Linked DNA regions of Mus musculus: all the other regions are linked to region 3. The links are chromatin contacts, called in public Hi-C, HiCAR-type and promoter capture Hi-C maps. All regions are on one chromosome and are shown on one strand. Each heading gives the region's core, a stretch centred on a gene start, on an enhancer-like site or on the middle of the called end of the contact. The rest is flanking DNA. Distances are from core to core; before and after follow the strand shown. Region 1 holds the start of Itpr1 (inositol 1,4,5-trisphosphate receptor 1). Region 2 holds the start of Cntn4 (contactin 4). Region 3 holds the start of Trnt1 (tRNA nucleotidyl transferase, CCA-adding, 1). Region 4 holds the start of 0610040F04Rik (RIKEN cDNA 0610040F04 gene). Region 5 holds the start of Sumf1 (sulfatase modifying factor 1).

What was found. Promoter capture Hi-C pulls out the DNA fragments that hold promoters and counts their contacts. Hi-C and Micro-C count contacts between places; a contact is called where the count stands out from the background. HiCAR-type assays count read pairs that join an accessible place to other places.
Region 1: a contact with region 3 is called in a promoter capture Hi-C map of pre-B cells. The contact joins the promoter of Itpr1 here to the promoter of Trnt1 in region 3. A contact is called at or near these places in 6 of 39 promoter capture datasets (3T3-L1-derived adipocytes, the C10 cell line, embryonic stem cells and 3 more), 1 of 484 Hi-C or Micro-C datasets (B cells), 3 of 115 datasets of contacts at active chromatin or transcription factors (large pre-B cells, pancreatic cancer cells and pro-B cells) and 2 of 9 other capture datasets (adipose tissue and liver).
Region 2: a Hi-C map of cerebral cortex shows a contact between it and region 3, with 2.6 times the contacts expected there. The contact joins the promoter of Cntn4 here to the promoter of Trnt1 in region 3. A contact is called at or near these places in 1 of 39 promoter capture datasets (hippocampal neurons) and 1 of 484 Hi-C or Micro-C datasets (cerebral cortex).
Region 4: a HiCAR-type map of astrocytes shows a contact between it and region 3, with 4 times the contacts expected there. The contact joins the promoter of 0610040F04Rik here to the promoter of Trnt1 in region 3. A contact is called at or near these places in 9 of 39 promoter capture datasets (3T3-L1-derived adipocytes, cranial neural crest, embryonic stem cells and 5 more), 5 of 115 datasets of contacts at active chromatin or transcription factors (astrocytes, embryonic forebrain, extraembryonic endoderm stem cells and 2 more) and 1 of 9 other capture datasets (adipose tissue).
Region 5: a promoter capture Hi-C map of liver shows a contact between it and region 3, with 3 times the contacts expected there. The contact joins the promoter of Sumf1 here to the promoter of Trnt1 in region 3. A contact is called at or near these places in 4 of 39 promoter capture datasets (embryonic stem cells, liver, pre-B cells and 1 more), 1 of 484 Hi-C or Micro-C datasets (pre-megakaryocyte-erythroid progenitors), 3 of 115 datasets of contacts at active chromatin or transcription factors (astrocytes, large pre-B cells and pro-B cells) and 1 of 9 other capture datasets (liver).

What each region holds. Positions count from the first base shown.
Region 1 is chr6:108,210,215-108,215,346 of GRCm38.p6, forward strand. Itpr1 (inositol 1,4,5-trisphosphate receptor 1) reads left to right here and starts at 2,882. Exons shown (of 62, transcript NM_010585.5): 1 at 2,882-3,139; 2 at 3,989-4,064. Gm38872 (predicted gene, 38872) reads right to left here and starts at 2,704. Exons shown (of 3, transcript NR_167935.1): 1 at 2,641-2,704; 2 at 2,392-2,559; 3 at 2,042-2,226.
Region 2 is chr6:105,675,389-105,680,268 of GRCm38.p6, forward strand. Cntn4 (contactin 4) reads left to right here and starts at 2,357. Exons shown (of 26, transcript NM_001109749.1): 1 at 2,357-2,502. Gm15631 (predicted gene 15631) reads right to left here and starts at 2,193. Exons shown (of 3, transcript NR_132434.1): 1 at 2,114-2,193; 2 at 1,676-1,809.
Region 3 is chr6:106,767,432-106,772,189 of GRCm38.p6, forward strand. Trnt1 (tRNA nucleotidyl transferase, CCA-adding, 1) reads left to right here and starts at 1,707. Exons shown (of 9, transcript NM_001242358.1): 1 at 1,707-1,825; 2 at 2,399-2,572. The coding sequence starts at 2,425.
Region 4 is chr6:108,659,360-108,664,808 of GRCm38.p6, forward strand. 0610040F04Rik (RIKEN cDNA 0610040F04 gene) reads right to left here and starts at 1,575. Exons shown (of 7, transcript NR_104577.1): 1 at 1,458-1,575. It overlaps Bhlhe40 (basic helix-loop-helix family, member e40), which reads left to right and starts at 1,270. Exons shown (of 5, transcript NM_011498.4): 1 at 1,270-1,633; 2 at 1,802-1,871; 3 at 2,146-2,253; 4 at 3,162-3,285; 5 at 5,120-5,449. The coding sequence starts at 1,554.
Region 5 is chr6:108,183,003-108,188,005 of GRCm38.p6, forward strand. It overlaps Sumf1 (sulfatase modifying factor 1), which reads right to left and starts at 2,581. Exons shown (of 9, transcript NM_145937.3): 1 at 2,291-2,581. The coding sequence starts at 2,554.

The DNA of each region.
Region 1 (5,132 bases), core at 1,632-4,131, 1.4 Mb after region 3:
TTGTTCATGGCACATATGTATGTATAAGCATGTCAAGGCCCAGAGGTGCTAGTTGCAGATTAAATTTTTAGTCAATTTAAAAAGTAAAAAAAAGTCAGGAAAAGTCATTTCAAGTGTGTGGTCCAACATATCTGAAGCCTTGCGTTTGAAGTTTAGGTGCTTGAAACTCATTGTGTATTTTATAAGTACTTCACATCTTCTTTAGAACTAGCTGCATCCTCGGTGCATACATGGCTGATAGCTCCTGGATTGGAGATGCATGTCTAGAAAAATTCTTCCCAAGAAAAATTATAACAGAGAAGCAGCAGCTCACCCCCCACAGACACACACACCCTCTCCTCAGCTCATAAAGGAGTATAAGCCACTCATTCTAGCATCTATCACCGTTAGCATTGCCACACATCAACTGTCTGACACAAAGAATCTCTTTGAGCCATAGTAGAATTAGCAAAAGTATTTTCCTGTGATCTGGCAGCTTCCAGAACTTGCCAAACGTTGAACAGCACTATGTGCACACACTGACAAAGCAAACTGATCTGAGCAGCTAAACGGCCCAAATGCTCAGAAAGACATGCTTCTGTTGCCTTCTGTATGCTCAATGCACCTTCCATTACAAGGTTGCAGGAAACTTTTTTTTTTTTTCCAAATCTGCAAAAATGTGCAAACAGAAGGGTAAGCCTTTTTGAGTCAAGGGGACTGGAGTACACAAATGTAAGGAAGACATGGTCTCTCACTGAAACTTCCGGCTGGGGAGGGAAGACCATGGATAAACTACACAAAGGGCTTGTGTCTACAGTGTGGGGAGGATGAAAATGAGCTGCCGGTGCCTCTCAACTATGGCCAAGGATTCTTTTGCAAATCCACATTAGAATATCATGAAGCAACCCCCACCCGTTTTGTGGGCTGATTTGTTGAAATTGCTTGAAAGTTAGGGTCAAAGGGACTTGGAAAGTGGATCAGGTTGTTTTTATCGGGGAAAGGAAAAAACAACAGATATGAAAGGTGTGGATTCCTCTGTGGTGACAAGTTGGGGTTTTTCCCGAGGACAGACAGGCAGCTTGAAGCATCCCCACTTGCCTCCTAGATTGCCAACGGTGCCTTTTGGATATAACTTAACCTGCATGCCTTTAGCTTTCCATGTGCTATCGCTGAAATGATCTACTTAAATTACTTAGAAACAATGCCTGGGCCACAGGACGCACCCGTGTGATGCCCCTAATGGTTAGGTTGAGCACTAAATATGCAATAATTGTTACCTATTTTGCCCTCTATTGTTCTTAAAGTTTCACGAGAGGAGGCAAGGCTGTTGAATCACGTAATAGGAAAAGAGAACAGGCAAACATTAATGAGTATTGAATCCCTCTCTAGATGGCAAACCTGGGGTAAAGAGTTCAAGGTGATTTGCCTAAGGGCTTAGAGGCTGCTCCTAAAATAGGAGGGGCTCCTTTAAGGAGGTGGTGATGGAGGTCCCAATGGGCAAGTGCTTAGTATAGGTACAGGTTGGAGTTGCAAAGGAGACCAAAGTTAACCTGGCTTGTCCTGTTCTTTGGCCTTATACCTGCTGTATACAAAGAGGTTACAAACCCAGAATCAGTGACACTCAATAGCATGCTGTACAGAAAGCAGGTAGGCTGAGCTCTGTAGAACCATTTGTTTTCATTACAAGGATTACTGTTAACAGGTCTTTAGCGGTAGCAGACAGACCCCCATTTAGGATGTTATGATATATTTTGGCGCGCTCTCATATCCTGGCACAGTGCCTGGCCTGGCACCCAGATGACACCCGGGGAACGTTTGTGGAATGAATACGTGCAGTCTAGTTTGTAGGGTGGGATGGGGAAGGAGACAGTAGGATAACTTTGCCTGTGATGCAAACTCTTCTTCCCAAGACCAAAGTTCTATGCACTTTGCAGCCTGGAGCCTACACTATTTTCTGGTGTGTGGAAATCCATTTCAGCCCAGAGGCTTGGGTTGAAGACTTGCAGCACGCCTCGCCTGGACGCACTCATCTTAGTATAAGCAGTTTTCTCTGAAGCCCTTATTTTTTTGGTTTGCGGTTTATTTACTTTAGCGTTTACAGATTCCAGGAGCATAGGGGTCTTAGAAGCGGGGTCAGGACCGAGGTCGCGGTTTGTATTTCTTTCCTGCTTCGCGATCACAACATCAGCAAGTCACAACATGGTTCCTTTATTTGCTCACTCGTCAGGGTAGCGTTTCTTTTACCTCCTACCGGGCGACGAAAGACAGACCCAGCTCGAATTCAGAAAAGGGCTCTCACACGATTACCCCGCATCCTCAATAGCAGGGACCACCCCATTTCCAGACTTAGTTTTTCATGCAGACACTAGCAGGATCCAATAAAAAACTAGACCAGATTTAATAAAGACAAACTTGTTTCTTTAATCCTTGACCGCAAACACTGGCGTTTTTGTGCCTCGGATTTCTGAAATTCTTGGCTCCAGGACACAGGGCGCGCGGGGGTGGGTAAATAGCTTGTAAAAACTTCCCGAAGCAGTAATCCGAGCTCTTCCTCTCTCTCCGGACCCTAGTGACACCTGACTTTAGGAAGGGAAGATACAAGTCAAAAGAGAAGGGTTCACAGAGGTAGGGGACATACCCAGTGGGTCGGGCTTGCCAAACCTGGGGAGTCCGGTGTTCAGACACAAGTTCGCAACCCGAGCCTTCAGCCTGGGCGCCTCTTCCCCCTCCCACCCCTGGTCAGCGCGCGGGAGTCTATTTAGAACCCAGCCCCGGAGCCCAGGGGATTCTGGGACTTGTAGTCCCTCTGCGCAGCCCCAGGCGCCGGCACGACCTGGGACTCGGACTACATTGCCCAGGGAGCTTCCCGGCCTATATAAGCGGTCGGGCGCTGCTTTAAAGTGCAGTAACCATGTGGATGTTCTGCTGAAGCGTTTCCTCAAGCCTGCCGGGGTGGGAGGAGAGGAGGAGGTGGTGGTGGTGGAGGAGGTGGAGGCAGAGGGTGGAGAGAGAGAAAGCGCACGCCGAGAGGAGGTGTGGGTGTTCCGCTCCCATCCTAACGGAACGAGCTCCCTCTTCGCGGACATGGGATTGCCCAGCGGCTGCTAACCCCTCTCCTGGTCCTGATCCCCCAAACCGGCGTGGCTCCCCGGTCACCAAGGTAGCTGCTGGGGCCGGGCAGAGGGCGCGGGGAGTTGGCACTAGCTCCCGTGCGCAGAAGTTTTTGCCCTGATCACCGGGAGTTCTTGGTGGCTTTGGTGGCTTTGCATGCACTTGGCGTGTATTTTGGGGCTTCTTTCCCTGTGAACAGTTTTGGGGGGAGGTATATATTTTTTTTCAGGCTTAAGTAACCCCAAACGTCCTCGACTCTAGTGACCGGTTTCAACCTCCTTCCCCGTATTGAAATGGCATTCCCCCAAGTTGGAAACGGTTGGAGTGTCTGCAGGAAATAGTTTTTTTTCCCCCTGGGGGGGGGTATTTGAGGGGGTCATATGAGTTCGCTCAAGGAAATAATCTTTCTAAAAATGTAGCTAGCCCTGTTGCGCTGCTCAGCTGGTAGGATAATGCATGCGTGGGGGTCCCCGTGGGTTAAAAAAAAAAAAAAGGAAGAAAACCGGAGGAAGGGGGGGGGGGGCGATGAGGAAAGAAGTGTGGACGGAGCTCGTGCCCAATGAGGACGCGGGTTTCACATACTTGGCCTCCACGCGGGGAAACAAGTGCTTTGGGATCTCAACACGTCCCTTACTTCCATCCACCTTCAATCCCCATCCGGCGTGTTCGAAGTTTCTGCGTGTCTGATCTTTCTGGCCAGCTACTGACGGGAAATAAGCATGCTGGGTTTGCTTTTATTTGGGGGAAAGAGATCCCTCCGACTTAGCTGCTAAATTTGGAGGGGAGTGGGATCTGCAGGAAAAGCGGAGGCTATAAAAGTCAAAACTTGGATTTGAGAATTTCTGATAGACCCTCGCGAGATCCCCTACTCAGTCTTCTTTCTTTGTTAAATATTTAGGAGCTGATTACAAGGGACCAGGATTTGCATCCTTGGCTGGGCGTCCATTGGCTACAGAGTGCCTGACCTGGGTCAGGTGAGTGTGCGAGCCGAGTGCTGTAGTCAAAAATGGGTTTTTGTCCTAAGCATTTTCTAAGTCCTCTTGTAGCTGCCATAGAGGTAAAGTAGGGAAAAGAAAGACACCGTGGTCAAAATTGGTCATGGTCTTGGGTGAGTAAAGGTCTAGTGACAGCCACTTTTGAAGGTCGCTCAGAAGTGAAGCATGGCGGGGTGAGGGGGGTGGGGTGGGGAAGATGTCGGTAAGCGACCACAACGTGCAGTTAAAGGGACTGTAAAGTGGGTGGTCCCTTACCAGCCTGAGAGGAGCCCTCATTAGTTTAATTCCCAAAGATGCAGAACTTTTCATCTGCCAAGATCCCTAAGCAAGAGTGAGATACCCCTCCCTTTCACAAACTGTCACTTTGTTCTGTTCGGTTGTGGGCATGCCTGTACCCAGAATGGGCTGGGCTGCAAGAAATGAAAGTGACAAATTGAAAGAATGAGAACTTAAAAACGGGAAGGAAGAGCTTAAAGAATACTACAGTCGCTTCCAGGGTTTCACTGGAGCCACCTGAATGTCAAGGAACCCAGCGGGCTTCTCTTGCTTTGGGACCTGTTCCTGGATGAGGAGCTGAGGGCAGGCAGCATTTCTGTCAGTATAATGGCATATTTAAAACCATCACAGCCCGTTTCTAGAAAATAAAGCTTCTGTAGGTACAGGTGCCACTATGGTTTCAGGTTTGGCCATTGGATTTTGTTTTTGTTTTTGTTTTCCTAAAATGTCTGGGAATTGAGTAAACAACAAGTTAATAGGGGTGGGTGGTGAGCTGTGGGCAGCTGGTCCTTGGTAACTTCTTTAATGTCCTAAATATTTAGCTGTTCCCTGGGCTACAATCTTTGGGCTTTTCTAATTAGTGAATAAAAGCCAGATACTTCATTATGGTAGTAGAATGCTTTTGTTTCCTGTTGATAAGGTCCTCAGGAATACTGGCAGAGCGGGAAACATTTGGAAGGGAAGGCTAGTTCTTCTGTGGACTTAAGTCTATGTTGATTAAAGCTTGGGGTCAGCCTTCTCTTTGAAGTACATTACAGACGAGGTTAACTG
Region 2 (4,880 bases), core at 1,107-3,606, 1.1 Mb before region 3:
ATCCCAGCAGCCCGACCCAGATCTGTCTCTCTAGATACACACTGGTTTCCTTACTAGATGGTCATCTCTTGAGCAGATACTAAGTCATGGTCATATTTGAGCTTCCTTTCATTTGCTAGAGTACAAAGCCTCCCACACAGTCACAGTCATGAGAAAGAATTAAAGGTAAGAGAACGAACGAATGAAACATTTAGAGCTGAAATTCAGGGACACAGTCACGGGAGTTTTCTCATACTGGTCACAACACTTAGAAAATTATTTCAATTTTACTCCTGCTGAAGGAGCAGCTTGGCAGTCTTTCTCCTCTCCTTTTTGTACTGGCCTTAATTATATATTGAGCTTAAAATGTCATGATACCATGTTTTCTCAGCATATGCTGAGTGTATGAGTACACAAAAGAAGGTTTTTCTCCTAAGCTAGGCAGTTTTTGTTATCAGCGTTTGCTGACTATCCTATATAAAAGTTATATCTATCTCTCTATCTATCTATCTATCTATCTATCTATGAATCTGTGTGTGTGTGTGCGCGCGTGCGTGCGTGCACGCACATGCACTTGTGTGTACCTGTGACTTAGTTAAAAATAGAATATAGACTATGGATGTTTGGGTGTAAGAAGGAAACAGAGGGATTCTGGAATGTAGTGAGAGGACATATACAGGACAAAATACTCAATACATATATGTAAAAGCAATAATTAATCCACTTGTTTTGTATGCTAGTTATAAAAGTTAATCTAAAAATTACAAAAAGAGAAATATGTATGTATATATAATATACTTTATTAATATATACATATATATAGTATAAAGTAAAGCAATGCAGTAAAAGTTATCAGAATCATGGATCAGGCAGGTGCATCAAACTTACTAGAAACCATTCATTTTTAATAATTCACCAGGGAAAATACACTACCAAGTTTTCTTTTCTGTGAAATTTCCTTCCCATGAGAGAAGGGGAGGGGCTTAAGTCTGTCTCTAGATTTAAGTACTTTGAAAATGAGGTCAGGGGCTCTTTCTTCCAGCATTAACTTCAGAAACCGTGAAACACCTGTAATAGCTATTCCCTCATTAACATTTGCTCATTTTTCAAGAATGAATTATGTTAAAAATCAAAACCAATAATAACCCAAAAGTGAGACTAAAGATACAACAAAATCACTTATATCAATTAAGGAGGTTGCCGCATGTGTTTAGAGGAGTGGAGTGTTTGCTTACTACAGTAGTTTAAAAATAGTTTTCCAGTTAACATCTTTCCCACATAATGGAGATGTCAGGGTAGGTTTGTATGATTGTGTAAATGGTCAGAAGTTGTTTATGTAGCTCTGATCTGCTGAGACATGCACTGGAAGGCTGGGGTTTTGTAAAATTCCCGGGGGGCTTTGTTTCCACCCAGGGAGAGAAAACTCAGTCTCTCTTGGGATTACTGTAAATGGTTTCCAGATGTGCTCCACTGAGTTGCCTCCCCTCTGCCTTTGCACAGGGATCAAGGGGGCTCAGACTTCCTTCCCAGTCTCGATGTCTACTTCAAAATTTAGAGTTGGGATGAAGGGAGCCATTTCTGCAAGGAAACGTAGAGCCCTGTGTAATGACCACAGGACTGTCATTAACTGCTACACCTGCTTTTGAATAACGACGCTTTTAGTATGCCCCCATACACCACATATTGATCCTTGTACCTATTTTATCGCAAGTGTTTCCTCTTCCCCCTTCCCCCTTCTGTGCTCATTCAGCCTCATTCAGCTTGAATGTCTGTTGCTCCGGTTAAGACACCAGCTCCTGTCCTTATCACTGTCTGGCCGATGTCCTTGACCTAAGAATAAGCAAATAAAACCGACCCTAAAGCCATCTCTGTCTAGTCCACTACTACCGCTCATCCCAAACCCATGCGAAGCGATTCTCAGCCCAGAGGTGGTATTCCCGGCCACACCACCTTAAAGATCCTCCGGATTCCGACTGTGCAGGAAGCCAAAGGCCGGTCGCACCTCCTAGTTCCCCAATACTCCGGTGGCAAAGGAAGATGCCATCCTCTCTTTGTACCCTAGCACAAACACACCCTTTATGTCCCTCTCCAGGAACCAGACAGAGCTAGTCATGTCCAACAATGCCCCCTTTACCAGTGTCCCGCGTGGGTACTCGGGGTCGCCTCCCCAGGGCAGGGCGGTGCAGGTGCTACGCCTAAGGGTCCACTGCCTCTGGTGGCTCACTGAGCATGCCCAGCTCCACTGAGCGCTCCCCCCCGCCCCCGCCCCCGCCCTCCCCTTGTCTCGCCCCCTCCCTATGAGTCTTCCGCTAGTGGCTGCAAAGGAACCGCTGCAGCCTGAACTCAGGTGCGCCGGGTTTTGAGAGCTGCCACCAGCACAGGGAGGGAGAGGAACGCGCGGCAGCCACAGAGCACAAGGTTCATAACCAGGATTGGTCGCAAGTAGGGAGCTTTTGCCACTCCGCCGGGACCTTCGGACGTTGGCGGTGGAGCAAGCCCAGTTCTCCTAGGCGCTGTGCTTGGGTAAGTCCAGCCCGACTCTGGAGCGCACTGTCCCAGGCACCCTGGTCTGTGGCTTGGGATATAAGAGCATGGTCCTTAAGGGCTAGGGATGGACAGATTAGTACCCAGGGTTGTCGCTCCTGCAGGGCTGTCCGGGAGGCTGCGAGGAGGTGAGAAAACTCTACCTGGCATGTAGCAGTCCCCCATCCCCTGGATGACACTGTTACCTCACGGCGACCAGTTTTCTCCTTTATTACTGCGAAAAGAAGTTTGTTGCGTTGCCTTACGACCGCCAACCGAAGAGCCTATAGCAGAACATGCATCCAGAACCTTTAAAATCAGCGTCTTCAGCTGGGTCACGCGATTGCCCTCTCTGTGCGCCTTTGCTCCGTGGGCGCCTTCTTGCCTTTTCTTTTTCTTTTCTTTTCTTTCTTTCTTCTTCTTTTTTTTTCTTTTTTTTTCTTTCTTTTTTTTTTTTAATGCTGTGGGTACCTGGGTATCCATACCCTTTGGGTGCAACCCTTAGTATGAGCAGATGAAGTTGGGCTGAAATTTGAAGGGACTTGGACATCAGGGCTCCGGAGACTGGGACTCATGATAGAGTGATCCCTTTTGAAACGCTCCTTTTTGGAGTGCCCACACAGTGCATGGTTCTTTGCAAAGCACAGTGATTGTTTCGCACTGAACAACACTGACCAGGTCTCTTGTGTTGTGGAGGGCACTTGACAGCTTGTAGGTGCAGCATGTATTTCCAATAGCTTATGGGGAGGGGAGGGTGTTCAGTTTCTTTGGGGAAGGCAAAGGTAACTAACTGCATCTTAGCCGCTGCTGTACAAGCAGCAAGAGAGATGGGCTTCAGGCATCCCTTAAATGCCAACCCTTAACCCTTTTGCTCTCAAAATTCTTCCTTCATTTCTGCTCTTTACCTTTCTCTAGTGTCTATATATTTACTAAAACTGAAAGGCGTGGGCTAGGTGGACACAGGTAGGCTCCTCAGTCTCCTTAACCAAGCAGAACCTGATGCATGAACACATTCTGTAGCACAGTGCTCCTGCTGTTGCAAGGATGCTGCGGAGAGCATTGGGAAGATAAGGTGGCTGGTTTGTGAGCCTCAGGCACTAAGTTCCCTTGGCAAAGGTTTGCGGAGGTTGTGACCTGGTTAATCAGTGTAACTGATAATCCTGGCAGTGTGGAGTGCCTGGAGGATGGCAGGCCAGATCTTGGTGGCACCTTACAGGATTGTTTGTAAGGCAGGTCCTGTGAGTCCCCTCGCTGAACTTTTTCTAGTTTCCTACAGGAACCAATACGGGGGCGGGACTTGTTTTTCAGAATACAGGTACTTTTTAATTGCGTGGGCATTTCCAGTAATTTACGGTGACGGGCGCTGGATGTTTCAAGGAACAAACACAACAGGACTGATTCGTTTGGACACCTACATAGAATAATTTGAAACGCGCTTTGAGCGCTTAGATGCTTTGGCATACGGAGCTCTTTGGTTCTTGCTCCTTAGCACAGTAGGAGCACAAGCAGCTGTAAATGGGGGTGGGGGTGGGGTCGGGGGATTCCTAAGCAATGTTTCAAGCTTTCCTGGGGAGCAGGCTTTATCTGTCTCTGTTCAGGGGTTTGAAAAAGAGCATCACATCAGACTACAGACATGCCTTGGGTGATCAAGAGCCAACTCAGATTTCTCTCTATATCTGCTCCTGGCGCCTTCATCTAGAGTTCATTCAGAGCTGGTTGGGAATTTCCACTAGTTTGTAGGCAGTAGGAAACATAGCTGAGTTTCAAAAACCTAGTTCACTAAGATCATGAGTATTGCTGCTTTATTAAACTCTACTCACCCCCTCCTGTCACTTAAAATAAAAACAAAAACAGTGGTTTTCCCCGACTTTAACTGCCTGTCTTGGTATAAGAGATCATGATAAGCCTCCTTACTGTTCAGCGTGGAACACTCTGGTTGCTTGCAAGCTGGGAGAGCTCTTTTGAAATAGAGGTTACAACTCAGAGAAGTCACCTGTTGTTAAAGTTGCCTCTGGAAATTGAAACAAAGGCAGATCTCTCATTTGTTGCCTGTCAACTCACTTGTAATTTCTCAGGTTTGAGGACTTTCAAGTCAGTTAGGGAGTAGTTAAGAACCTCCTTCTGTAGTCATTCCATAAGTACCTGATTAAGGGTGATTAAAGAATAAATCTGTCAAATGAGGTTGCATCCTTTTAACCATCTATTTTATCTGTGTCTCCTTGTTCAGAAGCATGTCTTGCTCTTTTCTCCTTTAAGCCCTGAGTCTTTTGGCTGCAAATTCTTTCAAAAGTTCCCAAAGACAACTTTTATCTTCAATTTAAGTCTTTAAAAAAAAACACAATCAAAATAACCTAATTAATTAAGCCTGTCAACTGAAA
Region 3 (4,758 bases), core at 457-2,956:
AATTTTTTTTTTTCCATTTTTTATTAGGTATTTCGCTCATTTACATTTGCAATGCTATACCAAAAGTCCCCCATAGCCACCCACCCCCTCTCCCCTACCCACCCACTCCCCTTTTATGGCCCTGGCGTTCCCCTGTACTGGGGCATATAAAGTTTGCGTGTCCAATGGGCCTCTCTTTCCAGTGATGGCCGACTAGGCCATCTTTTGATGCATATGCAGCTAGAGTCAAGAGCTCCGGGGTACTGGTTAGTTCATAGTGTTGTTCCACCTATAGGGTTGCAGATCCCTTTAGCTTCTTTGGTACTTTCTCTAGCTCCTTCATTGGGGGCCATGTGATCCATCCAATAGCCGACTGTGAGCATCCACTTCTATGTTTGCTAGGCCCAGGCATACTCTGACAAGAGACAGCTATATCAGGGTCCTTTCAGCATAATCTTGCTAGTGTATGCAATGGTGTCAGCATTTGGAAGCTGATTATGGGATGGATCCCCGGATATGGTAGTGTCTACATGGTCCATCCTTTTATCTCAGCTCCAAACTTTGTCTCTGTAACTCCTTCCAAGGGTGTTTTGCTCCCACTTCTAAGGAGGGGCATAGTGTTCACACTTCAGTCTTCATTTTTCTTGAGTTTCATGTGTTTAGGAAATTGTATCTTATATCTTGGGTATCTTAGGTTTTGGGCTAATATCCACTTATCAGTGAGTACATATTGTGTGAGTTCCTTTGTGAATGTGTTACCTCACTCAGGATGATGCCCTCCAGGTCCATCCATTTGGCCAGGAATTTCATAAATTCATTCTTTTTAATAGCTGAGTAGTACTCCATTGTGTAATTTTAACCTTAATTTTCTGAGTGACTGTATAAAACACAAGAGCTCTTTTGTGTCTCTAGGGTGACTTAATGGCTCTTCTTTTAGGGTCTGTTGGTATGGGAGTTACCTCAACTGGTTTCTGAACATTAACTCCAACTTTAATTCATGACATTTATTCCCAAACTTATGGACAAATCCTCTGGATGTCGTGCAATTCAGTTTGTTAATATTTTTTTTTGTTATTTGTTGATATTAATTGGAGATTGTTAAACATCCTGTCTTACGTCAGTGCAGTTCTCTCTCTCTCTCTCTTTAATAGAATTTATCCAAATATCTACTTAAGTGTGCAGGGCCATGGGATCTGAGATTCAGGCTTTGGACTCCATTATCGGTGTTTGTGAATCTTGAATGGGATAGTTAGTCTGTCGTTTAAAAAATTAGATACCCATGACCCCTGAAGTTAAGAGGCAGGGTGACAGAAAACACAGAAATACTATGGCGTATGCGTTTTTCAAGGAAAACTAGGAAGGTTAAGGAAGTTTAAGCCACAGGTTTGTCTTTTTATTCTCTGCCAATCTCTCCACTATGCATAGGACTGAATAAAATCAAAGTTCTTCCTGTTGCCGGTGGCGAAGTTTACGAAAAGCTGTTAACTGCTAAGATAAAGCAAGTCGACCCCATCTCAAGCACCAAGACAAGAACCTTGATTGCTTTCTCTATCTAAAGCCCGAAAAAACAAAACAAAACAAAAAACAAACAAAAAAAAAAACCCCACTGCCTGTCATGCGCGCAGGCGCAGGAGGAACTGGCTCCACTTAGTAAAGCCTAGCCCCGCCCAGAGGAAGTGGGTGGGACCCTCAGTGGCTTCTCATTCGCTGCGGCTCTTCGTGCGTGCTGACGTCACTGGTCCGCGACCCGGAAGTGCGCGTGCGGCCCGGGCAGCAGGCGGGTAAGCGGGTCTTCGGAGTAGGAGCGCCACGTTTCTAAGACACCTTGGCGACCTGGCTGTGCAGCGTGCGTCTGAACGCGTCCTTGGGAGATGGCGGGAGGTGGAGGCTGCTCCCTACTCTAGGCAACGCCCGGTCTCTCTTCATTGAGCCGTGGGCGGCGGTCGTATCTCAGGGCCGGTTCCCCGCAGTTTTCCAGAGTTAGGGGAGAAAGTCGCTATCTCAGATACGCGACCGGCTTGAGCGTCGCTGTCCTCGCGGCGCGCTACTTTTCTTGGGGCCCTTTAAGAGCTCCCACCTCTTAGAGGTCGGGCATGCGGCGAGAATTGCTGAGGCAACCCCGCAGAGTTCCAACTTGGCATGCTGTAACCTTGAGGCCGACCCTGGGTAGGGGAGGAGGGTGGTGAGCACGTGCAACTGATGTGTTTTTTGGAAACCTGCTGTTGCTGCCGATCTAATATTTTATTTTCTGGCACTCCAAATCCCTCCTGCTTCCCATATAGTAATCATAGCAAGAGTACTTGGGTAGCTGCCACCGAAGTGGTTTAGCGTTCCTGAAAGGATCACTTTCATTTCGGACAGCGTTTGTTGGCCCTCCTTTTGAAGTGTAATTGGCGTTACCTGTGTGTTTGCGCCTTAGATGTGTGATTGGCGACTTGTCTCCAGATGCAGAGCGTCCTGTATCCTTGGCACAGGCAGGTCCTGAGGTGTAGTTGGAGTAGATTGTGCCTTCTGAAGCGATACCTGTTTACAATGAAGTTGCAGTCCCCAGAATTCCAGTCCCTTTTCACCGAAGGATTGAAGAGCCTGACAGGTGAGAAGTTAAGATTGTCCTCTGGGCTTTGGAGTTGTTAACTGCAGAAAAGGACGAGGCAGACATCTTTCTGTCAGTGTTGGGATATTTTTGTAGCGCCAATGAAAGACAGGCCAACTTGGGGTATATTGAGAATGGTGGGAAGTTGACTGCAGCATGAAGCACAACTTTTCTGTGTCCTCCAAGAAATTCCATTTACCATACATTATGTAATGAGACCCAAGAGCTTTAGATATGTGTTCTGAACAGAAGAGAACACGTGCTTGGGAAGTGAAGTGCCTGTCTGTTTCTGTAATTGAAGGAGCTGGGTTTTAAATTATAGAGTCTGATGTCATCTGATTTGTTAACAACGAAGCTCTGTTTTCCTTTGTTGTATTGCTCTCTGAGAGAACAGAAGGAAATAGATTTTTTTCCCTCTTTTTCTGTGTGTGCACCTAAAAAGCCTGTAAATCTAAATATAGAACTGCAATTTAAAACCTGCTGATATATTTAAAAAAATTGGCTTCCAGGAGTATAGTGTGTGGTTGTGTAAACCACCTCAGAGACGGACATGCACTTGAGGTGCCTTGTTATTCCTGGGATGACCAGGGTGCTTGTTCTGTGTTGAGCTCAGAAGGCTACTTACAGGAGTCAATAGTCTCTACTGTGTGTGTTCCAGGAATGCAACTCAGGTTGTCAGTCTTGGTGACAAAGACTTTTACTCAGACACCTCCTAGACCCTTGAAGTACTTTTAAATCAAACAGTGGGATTCTGCTGACTCTCTTTGCTTTGTTTTTACTCCATAAATTATGTTGAAGAAACTGTGAGAAACATTGCCTGAAGATTATGGTATTTCCAGGGCTACTTTTCTACTCTTGAAATGAGATGATGGTATTTTAGGTGCCTACCGAGGAGAACATTTTAAGCTCAATGTAAGTTTATGATGCTGTTTACACTGTGATTTAATCAGAGTGAAAAATTCCAGAAATTCTCTGTCCACTAGAAAACTAAAATGAAATGAATGAAATTAATAGTATATGTAGAATATATCTAGCACATATAACATGTCTATCAAACTCACACATTTCAAATGCCGAGTAAACACTGCAGATATAACAGCTCCAATTTGGGCTAAGTGAACCTGTTACATTTTCTCATATCTTCTCCCAGCCCTAGTTTTCCTGTTCTCTGTTGCCTCTTCTTTAGAAACAATATTAAAGATGTTCAGTATTATAGGTTTTTGAATATTTTTAAAGATATTTTCATTTCTTGAAAATTTCATACAGCTTGATCAGAATCAAACTAATTCCTACTTTCTTCTCCCAAGTTCTTTTTTTTGTTTGTTTTTAAATAACGCATCAACTCCAATTTGTGCTGCCCATATATTCCTAAGTGTAGAACATGGTCATCTTACCAGAAGCCACACCCTTAAAGCCTGTCTTGCTGTTTTCTGTAAGTCGTTGATGTTACTGGACAAGAAGTTTGACCACTAGCCAATGAGCAGGATTGAACAAGGTGTTAAGCTGCCTGGAGTGAAGTACTCAAAGCATACAAAGTTGGAAGTAAACCACAAGGAGAGAGTTCAGTGTAGGTAAAGTGTGAAGCAACGATTAGAGAGAGATGAGACAAAGTTGGTTATGGGAGCCATTGCTTACTGTGCTAGAGAACTTAGACATCACAGTGACATCACTTAGACATCACAGTGACATCACTTAGACATCACGGTGATACTCTGGGAGGAGGATGTGCCTAGTATTTACTCTGGGGCTTTAGAGTAACCCAGCTATGGAGACTGGAGCTCAGGGGCTAGATGCTGGAGCAAGTAGGTAAAGAAGACACTCGAGAGTTCTGGGTCAGAATGAGCCCAGAGTGTAGAGGACTGCTCTAGGTGCTAAAGGAGGCGGATCCCAGTCTGGACAGCTTTTCAATTGTTTGGGACATGAACTCCATTAATTTTGTGAACATTGGAGATAGAATTTTTATATTTTAAAGATACTTAGCTGAGGGATAGGTTGAGAGACTTGATTGAGAATTACGGGGGCATGAACCCTTATTGTAGAGAGCTTATGGAAGGAAGTTTTAGCCTCTTTAAGAGCCCATGTTTACCTAAGGCAAGACTGTTTAGTCAAGCCACTTTAGAAAATCTACAGAGGGAAACAGCTTGATTAGAGTAGATGGAAGAGTATGGTATAACAGCGACGTTGAG
Region 4 (5,449 bases), core at 325-2,824, 1.9 Mb after region 3:
GCAGCCCGGTGCGCGGGGGTCTAGGCTTGGAAGCCAGCGCGGAGAGGCTTGCAAGTGAGCCGAGCTCCGGCCCGCGTCCGGGCCACGTGAAGCGTCACGCCCCGCGCTGCTGCAGGGCAGGCGCCGTCGCCGCGGTTGTGTAACGCTGCAGCCGGAGGGGAGGCGACCCGGACGCCTCTGCATCGGAGGGGGCAGAGGAGGGAGGGAACGCCGGGCACTGTGCCCGGTATCTTTCTGTGCTTGACTAGCCAGGGTGGGTGGGGGCAGTGAGGCACCCTGAAAGGCGGGAGGAGATGGGTGCGCGCCAGTCGGGTGCCAGGCCACCCGCAGGCTGCGCCTGGGACCTGAGCTCCCGGGAGAGTCCGGGGTGGGGGTGGGGGGAGGGGGTCGGCACGGCTCACACGGTCCACGGTCAGGTGCGCGCGGCGTGCTCGGCGGCGGCCTCGGCTGCCCTAGCTCCTGGCCACCAGCCCGCTTCCCATGGGGTGACATCCGCCCCGCCCTCGGTCCCTCCCCAAGGCGGGCAATTCCTGGACACTGAGGCTGAGCGCTGGGGGGGGGGGGGGGGGGGGGGCTGGGAAGCCAGGACGGAAAGAAACCCCAGCCTCTGGAGAAGGCTAAGGGGGGCCGACGACTCCCTCAGCTGCGCACCGGTTCCTAGGAGCGGGCCAGGCGGGGGAGGAGGAAGAAGGCTGGGCTGGAGCGACCAAGGGGATATTCCTCTCCCGGCTTGAGTCAGACGCGGGCGGAATCCGTCCTCCCCCGTTCCCTCCCAGGAGACGGGAACTTACTTCATTTCCCTGGGGCAGGTTCGCCCACGTTACCAACTCTTCCCCCCCCCCCTCCAGCTCCCCGGTTCCTTCCAGCTTCCGTGCCCCCCACCCAGCTGGGCAGGACTCTGGCTGCGCTGCCACCCCCTCTTTCGGGGAAAGGAGGCCGCAGCCGCAGACACCTGGGGGCCCGAGGTTTGGAGGGGGGGGGGGCACTTCGCAGCCGCCAGAGCGTTGTCCAACACGTGAGGCTCATGTGATGAAGCCGGGGGAGGGCGGGCAGGTCGCTCCTTCCCTCCCCGGCAGCGGCCAGACGTGCTTGGAGTCACAGGGTAGAACACGTAGCTTCTACCCACCCACTCGCTCCCATTTAACCCAGCCCGCAGCCTCTCCTTACTCCTCGGCTCGTCCCCTCCAGCAACTCCCCCCCCCCCGCCCCGCCCGCTCCGCCCTGAGCAACCCCCCCTTCCCTCCCGCCTCTCCGCCCGCCCCACTTCTCATTCACTTGGCTCGCACGGCGCAGACAGCGCAGCGAGCACACACCGCCAGTCTGTGTGCAGAGCGGGAGCCAGAAGCCGTGGGGACACCCGGCCATGCACGCCCCCAACTGAAGCGACACCTCAAAGCCGCTGCTCCTGGCATCCCAGCGCATTGCAAGGAAGCTCAGGCTAGCTCATAGGAACATACCTCTTGAGACCCTCGGATCCTCCCTTCCAGGGCAGCCCTTTCTCAGACTCTACTAAGTGCAGACAGGAGCGCACAGTGGCCCCTGCTCGCCGCATCATGGAACGGATCCCCAGCGCGCAACCACCTCCTACCTGCCTGCCCAAAGCTCCAGGGCTGGAGCACGGAGACCTGTCAGGGTAAGTGTGTGCTGTGATCCCTTCAAGTCTCCACTCCTAACCTTGTGTTCCGCGACACTCTCAACTTGGGGCATCTCTGAGAGTATAGGGGGCTTCTTTCACGTCTAGGGCTCCTGCAGCTAGTACGCACTCGGGAGTCACGGCTTTTTCTGACCTCTCTCCCTGCAGGATGGATTTTGCCCACATGTACCAAGTGTACAAGTCCAGGCGGGGAATAAAACGGAGCGAAGACAGCAAGGTAGGTGCATCCCTGGGAACCTCATTCCTTAGCCCCTCGTGTGCGCTGAGTTTCCAAGAAAAGTTTGCTTGTTTCAAGGTTGGCTGGGGGGTTCAAGATGAGATGAGCTCATTGCCACAAATGAGTGACTTGGGAAAGAAGGGGCAGAGAAGGTGAATCTGGGTGCGTCTCTGCGCCCTCGCAGAATTTTTCCCCCCTGCTACCGGTTGGGAAGGAAGGGAGGAAGCTTCGTTCCCTTCCCCGGGCACCCATTGCTTCCATGTATTCCATGCAGGAAACTTACAAACTGCCGCACCGGCTGATTGAGAAAAAGAGACGTGACCGGATTAACGAGTGCATTGCCCAGCTGAAGGATCTCCTACCCGAACATCTCAAACTTACTGTAAGTGAGAAGCTGGCTGCGCTCCAACCCAGTTCTTCTGCCCAGAGGGCGGATGGTGGGGTGGGGGTGTCTCTCGCCGCCTGCAGGCGTCACGGGGAACTGCATGCTAGACGGGCGGATCAAAGCTTCTGGTTTGGAGGGAACCCATCCCCAGACCCAGAACTTCCTAAGCAGAGGCAGAACCAGAACCATCTGGGGCCTCTTTAAGTTGGCTTCAACACTAACACAGCTTCCTTTTGGTAGTTTTTTTTTCTCTCTCTCACCACCTTGTAGTCTCCCTGACTTAAAGAAGCAAACCACGAAATTAAAAACTTAAGCCTTGTCCGCTTTTCATTTACAATAGGACCTACTTTATTTAATGTGTGCCTTTTTTTTTTTTCGTCATAATCTTTACTGGTAGCCAAAAGCTTTTTAGCTTTTCCTTCGGGAAAAGTATTTGGAAAGGAAGACAAAAAGCCAGCATGACTGGAAGTTCTGAACAAGTGTCAGGGGGGAAAGAAAGAAAGAAAGAAACGCAACACATTGGGAAAGCCACTTGGTTGCCAGACACAGTAGACATCCCTCCCTGGGTTGACACCACAGCAGATAAATGTTATCCCCGGAGTCCCCTAAGTTAAGGTCAGGGCAGCTGCTGGAGAAATATATCTGTCAGCTCACTCCCTAGACTGTAACAACTACCAAAATGCCTCCAAAGATAGACAACACGTGTCTGGCTTTTTTTTTTTTTTAAGCTTTTGATCATCTATGTGTATATGTTAAAACATCTGCAAACTTTAAATTTAGTGGAGCAGGAAAGACTCTTCCTATCTTTGTTGTTGTTGACACCCAATTCTCCTAACAGATAGTGTCAGAAGGGACTCCACTGACCTCACGGGTGACAGACTCTCCGTTTTTTTCTTCTTCTTCAGACTTTGGGTCACTTGGAAAAAGCAGTGGTTCTGGAGCTTACGTTGAAGCACGTGAAAGCATTGACAAATCTAATTGATCAGCAGCAGCAGAAAATCATTGCCCTGCAGAGCGGTTTACAAGCTGGTGAGTCCCCGGCCTGATTAGTGTCTCCTGAGAGCTCAGTGCCAATCTAGCCCCTGGGAGCTCGCTCTGGCTTCTGACTCTTCTGTTACCATTCATTTTTCACAGTCACTGGGCAGGGGTGGGGGGGGGGGAGATGCTCTTCTGATTCTTTCCTAAAAGGTCATATTTTGCCATACGGAATGCTGCTGTGCGCCACCTGAAATGAGTCCATGTTAGCCCAGTGATGAAATGTTTCGGTGACATTTTGAGAGTGTCTAGGTTATGGGAGACTTCCCCATCCCCCTTTAAAATGCCAAGGCACCTATAATTTGCATTGTGGGTGTTTTTACAGTTGGTCTGATGAGCCCTCATTCATGGGCGAACAGAACACGGGTCTGCCCCCAGTGTTTTCCTGTTTCTTTGCTTCCTTCTCTTTGGATGTGGGGTGCAGTCTTGGCAGGATGACAGCAGGTTTTCTTTTTTCTTTTTTTTTTTTTTCCTCTTGCCTGCCTTCCATTGTGGTTCCCTGAATAGCCACCAGGTATCTTGGCAAATTGCACAATCCAACGAAACCACTGCTTTCATCATTCATTTATCCTGAGTTTCAGAGAATCGGGGTACAGACCAGGGGGAATCCTAATATGTACCCCAATAGGCGTTCTTCAGTCCTGTCCAAGGCTAGAATGAGAATCACAGAAACCAAACCAAGCCAGTATGTCTGCCAGTTTTCTTTCTAAAAATAGAAAGTTGATCAGGACTGATCTCGGGGTGTGTGTGTGTGTGTGTGTGTGTGAGCTACAGTATATGGAGAAGACTTACAAATAAAGAGCCTAGTTAAACTGCACGGAGGAAATGCAACTATTTGATGAATAGGTTAGGTTTCTGTGTGTGCAGCAGTTGTTGGAGTTGTTGGTTTTAGTTTTGTGGTGGTTTTGGTTGTTCTGGTTTTGGTTTTCCTAAAGCTCAGAAGTAACCTGCCAGCCTCACCCTCCCAGGCGGGGGGATTACAGTGGGAGCTGTAACAGTTTCTTGGGCATGGTGGTGCATGCCTGTAGTCCTGTCCTTGAGAGGCAGATGGAGCCCCTTAAATTCATAGCCAGCCAGTTTTGCATAGGGAATTCCAAGCCTTTTAAGACTAAATAGGGAGATCCTAGATCCTATCTCGTACAAAAAAAGGGGTGGGGGGCAAGGGAGACAATGTTTTGTTTAGGCGGTATTTGTTTTATATAGTTTCTTTTTATGAGTCTCTGGACTTCTGCTTCCATGAAACTGTTGCTATACTAACTTATTGAGGATGGGTGTGGTAGTGCAGACCTGTAGGCCCAGCAGTCTGAAAGTTAAGATAGGCTCATATGCGTTCAAGGCCAGCTTGGGTTGCTGAGTAACTCAGTGTCACTCTAGACTAGAATGAGACTGCTTTATTTAAAAAAAAAAAAAAAGATGTGACTGTTGAACTTTTAAACACAGTAGCATGTTCATTTTTGTGACACAAGAAAAATCGGTAGCTACTACATGAAGTTTATCAAGAGTAGAAGTAAGTTGGTTTATTTCTCTGGGACACTCTACAGACATTATGAATCCTAGTTCGGAAAGTGGAGTATATGTAACCTTAGCGATACTCTGTTGTAATTAGTATTAAAACCCAAGTATTAATAAGGAAAAAAAAACCCTGTAACTAAGTGGTCGGAATTTGTTTATTTTATTCTTTATACTTCTCAGCATAATTCTCTAGGCATAGACTTTTGGAGTCTGAAATGCAAATTGCCCGACAATTTCAAAAGAGACAAGAAGAGAGCCTCAGACTTACCTACCACCCAACCTTCTAAAATCCTCCTTTCTGGGTCTTTTTCTTCAGGTGATTTGTCGGGAAGAAATCTCGAGGCAGGGCAAGAAATGTTCTGCTCAGGTTTCCAGACTTGTGCCCGTGAGGTACTTCAGTACCTGGCGAAGCATGAGAACACTCGGGACCTGAAATCTTCCCAGCTCGTCACTCATCTCCATCGTGTGGTCTCGGAGCTGCTGCAGGGTGGTGCTTCCAGGAAACCATTGGACTCGGCTCCCAAAGCCGTGGACTTGAAAGAGAAGCCCAGCTTCCTAGCCAAGGGATCAGAAGGCCCTGGGAAAAACTGTGTGCCAGTCATCCAGCGGACTTTTGCTCCCTCGGGTGGGGAGCAGAGCGGCAGTG
Region 5 (5,003 bases), core at 1,331-3,830, 1.4 Mb after region 3:
CAAAAATCATTCCATTATCACAGAACCACACTGTGAGCAACTACTAGGTTTACATGGATCACTCAACTACGTGTCTTGTGACAAAGGCTTGAGTTCAGCATGCACAGTGACCCAGGACAGCCATGTTTCCAGTCTCCAGTGAGTGAGTTTACTAGGTAAATAACAGGCTTTTAGAGCATCAGATCAGATACAGTATCCAGCAGAAACTGTCTAGGGAAGCCCAAAGCATCAAAGAATCAGCTGAAGCCTTTGATCAACAAAAAACTGTCCAAGGCAGAAAGTCTCCTGGGTGAGACTTCCCACTAGCCATTCCCAACACAGGCTTTGTTTCTCCCTTTGTATCAAGAAATAAATAGTAGCTAAGTCTCCCTTGTGGGAAAGTATCCCCCACCAGTATTCCAGGATACACTGTTTCATCCATGCTGGGATAAGGGATCTTGAAGAACACTCTGAAGACAAACATGCTTGGGTCTAACATGGGGGCGCCAACATCACCCCCAAGCAAACTTCTCAGTGAGTTTAAATAGCATAAGACAACTTATTAGTTTGATGTATCTATTCCAGATGGCCAATTCTTCTGACCACAATAATTCAACTGGGAACAGGACAATGGCTCAAAGTTTACCTGGGAACTTTTCCTGGAGCCACTAAGAAGGAATTCTTCCTCTTCCAACTGGTTTAGGAGGTGGGATGTCCTCTATACAACAGACCTAAACTAATGTAAGATGGCTAAGGGACAGCCAACAATGGGCCTGGGGATGCTGCCTGGTGCCCTGGATCCAGCTGTGTCTACAATCATGTGCTGTCTCAATCTTCCCAAGTATAGAGAATCCATAAATCTCTCCCTCTCATTTGAAGCTATCCTGATTCCATTTGCTACTGTATGATTTTTTTGTGCATAAAACTAAAATAAACTCATATAAAATTATTTTGCAGGGCTCTTTTTCCATTGCCTACTTTCTACTGATTGAACTTAACACAAAAGGCTCAGGCAAAAGAAATCTGTATGCCAACAGCTATAATAGCTACACAAAACTTGGTCCAGCCACAGTATACAGACATTCCTCATAGGTGGAATACGATCCAAATTTCCAGCACTAATGTTTGACTCATGAAGCTTCAGTTGCCTCACCTATGACCCAGAAGACGATGGACTGCACAGGATTCTCTGGGTACACAGTAGAAGTATATATTTACAAAGGCTTTCTTTGAAAAGTGCCCGATAACCTTCACCCCCAAAATAGCCTCTCAATAGTGTAGCTACCAATAAATAAATAAACAAACAAACATCACTCAAGAGATATTACAGAATGTCTAAAATAGGTTAGGCACTGGGATGGGAGGAGGGGGGCAAATCCATAGAGAATAAATCAGATCTAAAACTCTTTCCATCATCAAGTAGGTAACAGAAAAACAACACTGCACTGCAGTAAGCAAAATAGACAAGTGGCCACTGGGCAACTGCCCTCCAAAAAATGCTGTGGGGATTTATAGACAAGCATCTTTAGTTGTCGCACTGCTACCTACCACTGAGTCAATCTATGGAAATATTGAAAGGGAGGGAAGACCCACAGGAGATGTTACCCCTCACCAACTCCTGAACTTAAGTGCCAATTAACATAGAGGAAAGAAAAGAGACCTGGGAAACAAGGATAGACTGGATAGGAGTACAAAAGAAAAGTGTTATTCAGAGGGCCTGGGGTGAATTCCCTAAAGCTAGCAAGTAGAATGAAGGTCCATTTCTATATTCACTGTTTTCATCCGTACATACTAACATCTAACACACCTATGCACTACACAAAGACATAAATAAAAGCAATAAAGTACACTCGGCTCCATACTTCTTTGCAGTCGGAGTGCTAAGCACTACAGAATAAATACAAGTCTGCGAGCACAGTGAGTTTAAGGCAGTGTTGGAGACTCAGGCTCCACAGGTACTAAAACTAGAACTTAAACCCGAATCCATCAGACTTTTCCTGGAGCTCTGCAGCAGGAGGGCGGAGTGGAGGAAGGGGGAAGTGGGCAAGAAGAGGTAAGAAAGAATGGACAGCACTCTTCAAGCTAAGCTCTCTTAAGTTTTAGTGATAAACACAGCCACAAACCCCTGCCCATCTCCCAGTGGGGGGGGGGGGGGCAGGGGGGAGGACATCTGTCAAATGAGATCTGTAGCTGAGAGACTTGGGATGTGGTTCGACCCTTTCCAGGAGTTCCGAATCCCCCCTCTTCTGGCCCAGCGAGGCCTCATGCCGTAGCCAACGACACCCACACGCCCCAGGAATGGAAGGCGCACCTTGGTGAGCGCGAGCGGTCGCGGGCCTGAGGTCAGGCCCGGGGCGTTCGCCTCCCGGGAGTAGCGCTGCGCCGCCGCCGAGCTGCCATGGGCCCCGGCCCTCTGGGGCGTTCCGCAGCCGCACGAGCCCGCAAGGGACGCCGCACCTTCCCTGGCCTCGGCCTCATCGCTTCCCGCCACCTCGCACGCCAACACCAGCAGCAAGAAGACTCGCGCCAGTCTGATGCAGCAGCGGAGAGCCGGCTCTCGCGCGGGCGCAGCCATGTTGTTCCCGGAGTCATGTGACCCATGGAGATCACGTGACCTGTGGTGCTTAAAGCAGCGGCTTTGGCTGACATAGGTAATAAATAATAGCCTGAGACTGCTTCCAGGTAGTTAGCCAGAGTTTGCCTGCTAATGTTAAAAGCATGCAAACCACAACAAAGCTCTATGATATTCAAGGCCTTCCGCAGACAATGTGCCCCTCTCTAGTTTCGTGGTTGAAAGCTAGTTGAATTTATTCAGCATTTGCTGAGCACCACTACCTTACTACATAAACACTCATTTTTTTTTTTAAGTACTTAGTTCTCGTGATGCTGCTACATTGTGTTGACAGGACAATTAAGTGGTCTGCTCAAATCACGTATCAAACATGTCAAAACCAAAATCTAACTCCAAGGTATCTAACCAGAAACCCTGAATTTTGAGCTCTATAAGCAATTCAGAAATTGGACTTAGGAAAGTGAGCATAGTGAAAAAGACCAGTGAGTAGAGTTAGGTAAATCTAGACTATGAGATTGTATAAAATAACACTTCGCAAAGTTTGGACTGATAGGTTATTTCTCCACTGGTAAAATAGACCAATAAATGCCAAATTAGAATATATTGAAGATAGGTTTATTGGGAAGCTGCTCTTGAGTGAGTTCACTGGCCCCCAAGGACCAAGGCCAGAAACATCACCAAGGTGGGGGGTGGGGAGAAAGAGAGAAAGGGCACACAGGGCAGAGAGAGAAAGTGAAAGAAAATTAAAATTCAAGGTCCATGACTCATGCGGCTTGCTAGTTAGGAGGGCTTTTTGGGCCTAAGACAAAGAACAAAGGCTGTAAAGTCATCCCAGGAACCAACTAGCCATAAAGATAGGGAAGACATACAAGAATGTCCGGACTGGCCTGGCGCCTCCCTATCTCCAACCCCCACCTATGTTCTTTCAAGAGGAGGAAGAGGAGGAGGAGGAGGTGAAAGGGGAGAGGAAGGGGAGAGAGGGAGAGAGAGAGGGGTAGAGAGAGAGAGAGAGGAACAAATGTCTGGATTATATAGGGAAGAGCAGGCAGCCAGGGGCCTACTTGGGGACAGGGTATGCCCAGTAGGAACCTAAGTATGCTGGATTAACCTGGAGGCCAGGTCTGCTTTGATTGTAAAATATGCACCTCAGTCCCTTGTCCCGGGTCCAAAGCCAAACCTGGACCATAGCAACAGTAAGAGCATCACCTGGTAACTTACTGGAAAGACAACACTTGCTAAGAGAGATGGTTTTAGCCATGGAAGAGGAGTGACTGCTCTTCCAGAGGACCAGAGTTCAATTCCTACCATCCACCAGGCAGCTCACAACTGTAATTCCAAGACCTAACACCTTCACATTGATATACATGCAGGCAAAACACCAGTGCACATAAAATAAAAATAAATAAATAATATTTTAAAATGCAACACTTCATCAGAATCTATTGGAAACTGGACACAGCATAAAAGGGGGCCGGGGCAGGTGTGTGCCAAGGCCAGAGGACAACAGGCATCCTGATCTATGACTCTGTTAAGCAGACACTGTCTTTCACTGAACTTGGACCTAAACTGGAAGCCAGGAAATCCAAGTTCTCCTAATATTCTGATCCATTTTGAAGATTCTATTGGGTTTTGCTGTTTGTTTTTGTTTTGACTATGTTCTGCTACATAGTTCAGGCTAGCTTTGAACTCCTGAACCTACTGCCTCAGCCTACAGGGAGCTGTGTCTGTAACAGCCTATGCAACCATACCTAACTTATAATGAAGTTTAGTGATGATTGTTCTACAGATGTATCAGCAAATAGATTGTTAGACAAAAAAAAAAAAAAAAAAAAAGTAAGATGAAGAGGGAAGTCTACAGATTAGAACACACACAGCAATGGTCGTATGTAGTGGTATCTTAGTTAGGGTTTCTAGTGTTGTGACAGAACGCCATGACCAAAAAGCAAGTTGTGGAGGACAGGGTTTATCTGGCTTACACTTCCACATTGCTGTGTGTCTCTAAGGAAGTCAGGGCAGGAACTCAAACAGGTTAGGTTCCTGGAGGCATGTGGTTATAGAAGCCATAGAGGGGTGCTGCTCTCTATCTTGTTCCTCAGGGTTTGCTCAGTCTGCTTTCTTATAGAGCCCAGGACTACTGGCTAGGCATGGCACCATGCACAATATATCGTGCCCTCCCCCACTGATCACTAATTGAGAAAATACCTTAAAGTAGGATATGTGTAAGGCAATTCCTTAACTGAGACTCACTTATGACTCCATCTTGTGCCAAGTTGGCACAAAACCAGCCAGTGGTAACTGCCCTTAATATCAAATATTCTGCGGGGTGATGGCAGAGAGTCCATGAAACCCAGGAGCCTGAGACCAATATCAATGCTATGTCAAAAAAGAAGAAGGTTTAGTAATGTACTAATCAAATATAATACATGCATCTTACATAAACCACAAGACTTTT